Regions from separate parts of the Zea mays genome. Here region 1 is linked to region 2. Evidence: chromatin contacts called from public Hi-C data. All regions are on one chromosome and are shown on one strand. The core of a region is the stretch at or near the end of the contact, and the rest is flanking DNA. Distances in the headings are between cores, read along the strand shown.

Region 1 (2,700 bases), core at 113-2,612, 200 kb after region 2:
AATAAATTAGGTTTCCTAATATGCTTTTCTAAGCCCCAGGCCACGTGTGTCGTCGTAATCATGGGTAAAAGTTTGTGGCTCTGGTGCAACGCACATGCATATATCTAATTGGGAAAAATGACAGAAACATACTCTGTTAGGAACAAAAGTTACATGATGATGGTTATTCGGGTGAATGTGGAGGATACACATACACTGCCTTCTGCGCTACGATTATAAATATGATGCACTGCAAACTCTGTGCCTAACATTGATGATTTTGCACTAAGCGATTCGGGATGCCAGTATTCCACCTCTAATCAACCGAGAATTTGGTTTTTTGGGACTCCAAACAATTTGCTTCGCACTTTTGTCGTTCGTAGCATTGACTTCGCAAAAATTGGATTCAAAACATGTCCAACTTGATTTTAATGCCATTTTGGATTTTTTTTGTCCTTCTATGCGTGATTGCGGGGAAAATGTCCAAAATGGCATTGGAAGTGTGACATGTTGAGTCATATTGTCAATATTACGAATAGCAAAAGTGTGAATAGCATTGTTTGGAGTCTAAAAATCCAAATTTCTCTAATCAACCAGACAACCACCACCCGTATCGTGTAAAAAAAGGGGGAGAAAGGGTAGGTAACGGAGAGAAGAGACTCACATGGGAGAGCAGGAGTTTCTCGGCGGTCTTTCGGACCTTGGCCTGCGCGGCGTCACGGTGCCTGCGGCGGGCAGCGAGGGTGCGGCGCTTGAGCGCCGGCGTGGCGCCATCGAAGACGAATACGGGGCGAACACGGAGGAAGAGGAGCTTGCAGATGCGACGGAGGAACCCTAGGAGGTGCGCGTCCCGGACCATCTCGCCGCTGTCGTCCCGCATCGCCCGCATGAACTGCACCATCCAGATGCTCGCGTCCACCGCCACCCGCTTGCCCGCAAGGGTCTCCACTGAGACGCGTCGCCCAACCGGAGCCAGTAGTTCCCACAGACCGTGAACTCCCATCTCCTTCTCCCGGGCGCCGACGGAAGAGGTGGAGAGTGCCCTCGGCGGCCGGCGACTCTGGAGAGGCGCAACGTTGACGCGACGCCGAGGAGGAGGCCAGGAGCGGAGGGGCCTGTTGTGCCTGTCGCTAGGGCCACGACCCACGACCACGAGCCTACGACTCGCGAGATTTTTGTCATTATAAAACACACATTATGATTCGTCGAAACGAATGCGTTGAGGAGGGATTCGACGATCTACGATTTAGACTCAAAATCTCTTTCTGCGTGTTTGGTTATGTGGACGCGCTTGGCCAGATCCTCCGCATGCATTAGCTAAGCCTAAGCTTTTGTTTGTTAACCTGTATGCAGGGGGCATGGGCTGCATCCGCCCATGCAGCACAGGCTAAAAAAAAGGCTCTTGGCTGCATGTGTGGAGAAGATTATATCAGGCGTACCTGGCGGCCCAGGCTCGCGTGCGCCAGGCTTAACCTCTGCACCAAACCAAACACATGGTTTGTGTGCGTAGAGACCGGCAATTAAGCACGACGATGTCACGTCGTGACCTTGCCATCACTCCTCCATCCATTCTCTCTTCCAGCGAGATCTGTCTTCTAGCAGGGAGAAACCCTAGTCGTCGCCTCTTCAATGGAGCGGGTTCCTCCGGTTGAAGCTGTAGCCGATGCGTACGACGCCGCCAGAGCAGCTGTCGTTGCTGCAGCAGAAGCCCATTCGGCCGCCATCATTGCCGAGAAGAGGCAATCGCTGCTGTGAAGTATGCAGGAATTGCTCGCGAAAAGTTTGAAGGAGTTGTTGATTCAGTGAAGAACTCAACCTTTGTCTATGCTAATGTCAGTGATGAGGCTTTGATAATATTTCTCCACACTATTTATTTTCTAGAGATCGACCTTTTGTTTCTCCATAATTTATTCGTCCCTGCATATATTATTGTATGCATGTAGTGTAACCGTGTACTCCATTGCTTTTATCCTCTCTCTCTCTTGTTCATTTTATTAATTACCCTGGGTACGTGTGCTGTACTAGTATTGTTGTACCTGCATAGATTATTGTTGTACCTGCATAGATTATTGTTGTACCTGCATAGATTTTACTAATCAACATTGTCCCTGCATAGATTATTGTTGTACCTTGCCCGGAATAAACCAGCCTGTTCGGCTGATTTTTAGCATAGACGCCATTTATGGCACCGTGTTGTTTGTATTCCCTTGTAGCTGGTACTTGTTTCTTGGTTATTTACATGACAATGTTGATTTTGTACAAGACAATGTTGAGTTGAAGTATCATGTTAGTATCAAGAATTATCTGTGATACGCGATTCAAGTGATGAGGAGACAATCAACATTGTTGCATACAATTAATTCTATCTGTTCTAGTATCCCAGAAGTTGAGGGGGGCAAGATAGGGAAGGTTGTTGGCCACCTGGACCATGTCTGCAAGATGCTCGAGAAGACTTCTATTGTCTGCCAACAAGATTTGGATCATAAGTGTCCTAGTTGAGACCTATTTGATCCCCCTTCGGATGTTGATGATCACCCTGATGTTGATGAACTGCTAGAAGGATACAACTCATCAGATCTGGAGCTGTGGGAAATGGCGTTTGAGGACCGAAAGTGGGAGGAGAATAAAGTGGTTGTCTCCTTGGCTGAGCATTGTCGTATCATGGGATACAATTACGAAGAGATTTATGATCGTACTTGTCGGTGTTTCGACCCCGGGGGT
Region 2 (2,700 bases), core at 186-2,685:
GGGGGACATCAAAATTATCTCTATAGAACCAACATCAACTAATGGTCATTTAAATGATTTACTAAGCTAAATAGCTAGCAGTAAGAAGCAGACTTACCTGTAAAATTTCCAGAAACAAATGCTCGTGATGCATCCCTGTCAAAAGAATGATGTTTTAACATCAGCAATGTGAAACCTATCCTCCTAGATTTATTATAACACCAAGCTGCGACATACATGTAATTCATAACAATGAAACTGAAACAGGCGCTAGAAATCTAAGACTGTAACCTCCCAGCAAAGTGATGATAACCTCCTCCAGGACCATAATGTGACCTCCCTTTCGTGACATCAAACACTGAGCTGCAGCATCAAATGAAAACCAAGATCATTCACACAAAGTCACAAACCAAGCCAGTACGACAATAGACTGGAATTTACTGAAAACATCAACTGTATTAAAAAGGTGTGCTATGCGTTTGAGTTTTAACTTATTTATCATATCAAGCTTCCCTTTTCTCACGGTAATTAAGTATCATACTATTAAAACAAGTCAGAGGGGAAGAAAATGTTGGCATATGAAGGCAAGGAAATGCATAAGTACCCCAAAATCGCGAGTAATATGGGCAACTCCTCGTTGGTTCCATTGTACACAGATAGCTCTTCCACCATCCACAACCTCTGTGCATCACAAATAAGACTTGGTAAGTAACTTTTACTATGTATCTAAGTGCGTAGCAAAAGTTATGAACCTAGAAATGTCAAAACGTCTTATAATTTGAGACGGAGCGAGTAGTAGAGAACACATAAGTGTTACGGTATTGGGAACTTGCAGTTGCAGAGGTCAAAAATGGCACAATGTTAGTCACATGCTAGAGCCACAGCCCACAAATCAGACGAACCGCTACTAGTTCATTTTTACTGTTCACAAGACATCGCATCAAATCACTGTGAGCTCACTTATGTAAGTTGCAGAATGTGACACGATATTCCTATGTGTTTGCTCCATATGACCACATAAGCTATTAGTCGATGAACACGCCTAAGCGACGACTGGTTGCCACTGATTGCAAACGCCTTGTCTGCTTCCGCAGACTAGATAAAATAAGCGAGATCTAGCTCATAAACTTCGAGAAGCATCAAGGCAACGAGAAACAGTCGACAGACCGGCTTCCTGTGGCGGTAGAGCTGGAGGACGACGGCGAGTAGCGCGGCGAGCAACGCGAGAACAAGGAGAAAGCGAGCGCCGCGCGCCATCGCTCTGGCTCCCAAGAGATCCGGAAGGCCGTTAGGTCCACCAAATCAAACTGCCTCCATGGCAACGTACCAGTATCGGTTTTTGCTACCGATCCACCTCGGCGAACTGGGGTGCCCTTGGTAACTTCGGCAGAGAGACGAATTGGTGCTTGAGGCTGCTACTTACTGGAAAGTCCCCGGGATCGTCGGAGCGGAAGATGGGGCCGCAAGACCGGTGGATTTGGTGGAAACGATCGGCGAGGGGAGCTGGCCGCAAGCCCGTGGCCGTGGGACGGTGGGAGTAAGGGTCGCGCGGGGGCCGGGCAGGACCGATTGACTGGGTTGGGCCAGGCCGGGCCAGACTCGAGTCAATGGACGCCTTCGAGGTGGGCCCTAGGGAGAGGCGCAAGGAGGACAAGTTGACTCGTCTGGGACGGGCAAGACTCGAGTCAATCAACGACTTTTTTTTTTGAAAAGGTCAATGGACGGCTTTGAGGCAGAGCCTTCCTTGCGCCGTGGCGTGATTCGTTGTAGGAGTATGTACAGACAACTAGTTTTTTTCTCGTTTTTTAATTGACCAAGGATCTGTTTAAAAACACATATATTTTATAAGAAACTGATTTATAAAAATAAAGATAATTCCAAACATGCTAATTTATACTTCTGTTACACCTTTAAACACGCTAAATTCCTACACTATCGTGAGACATATTCTCCGGGGTCAAGAAAGTATGTGTCACGGTTCGTCGAGACCCCACTCGACGGTCGCTCAAAACTCTGTCTCGTTTGAGCCTGCCCTCAGGCGAGAGCAGCACTCGAGGAGATTTTCATCTCGCTCGAGATCCCCTCTTCATAGAACAGTTGCTTTCGCCTCGCCCGAGCCCTTCTCGGGGAAGGAGGACAACCTCGAGCCCGCCCTCAGTCAAAGGTCGCGGGAACTACGAAGACATGAGCATTCAATGTAAATACCTACCCCACGTGACATGTCAAACAGGAGCGACAGGACCGTGATCCCGTCCACTTTCATCGACTATGATGACGCATGCCCGGGAATAACGGCTACTACTACCCCATGTCGTCTGCAGAGTTCAAATAACTCTGGATGGGACGCGCATGCCGCAGAGCACGGTCTAACCCTCGAGAGGAAACTCCGCCTCGGCCGAAGCCGGCCTCATCCTCGCAGTAAGCTCCGCCTCGCCCGAGCTCGGTCTCGGCCAACTACCACCTGTAAATCCCGCAGAAGGCCACTCCTTCAAATTGTTCCCTGCACGACTGCAAGCCCCGGAGCAGCCTCGCCCAGGCCTCGGGAAGACTTCCACCTCGCGACGAGCATGGATTCGGCCTTGATAGTATCAATAAAAGGACACCCGACGTCACCAGAAGTTGCAGAGCTGACATCAGATACTCTACGTATTGCCAAGAGCCTTTTGGCAAACTTACCACTGCTTCAACCACTACGACTCGGACAACTCCTCCACCGGACAG

What was found. Hi-C and Micro-C count contacts between places; a contact is called where the count stands out from the background.
Region 1: a Hi-C map of leaf shows a contact between it and region 2, with 3 times the contacts expected there. The contact joins the promoter of LOC103632168 here to the promoter of LOC100216806 in region 2. A contact is called at or near these places in 9 of 25 Hi-C or Micro-C datasets (ear, endosperm, leaf and 3 more).

Annotation. Positions count from the first base shown.
Region 1 is chr1:22,123,975-22,126,674 of Zm-B73-REFERENCE-NAM-5.0, forward strand. LOC103632168 (DNA repair protein UVH3) reads right to left here and starts at 1,363. Exons shown (of 14, transcript XM_008653991.3): 1 at 644-1,363. The coding sequence starts at 982.
Region 2 is chr1:21,919,419-21,922,118 of Zm-B73-REFERENCE-NAM-5.0, forward strand. LOC100216806 reads right to left here and starts at 1,436. Exons shown (of 8, transcript NM_001143204.1): 1 at 1,147-1,436; 2 at 584-660; 3 at 271-342; 4 at 98-135. The coding sequence starts at 1,236.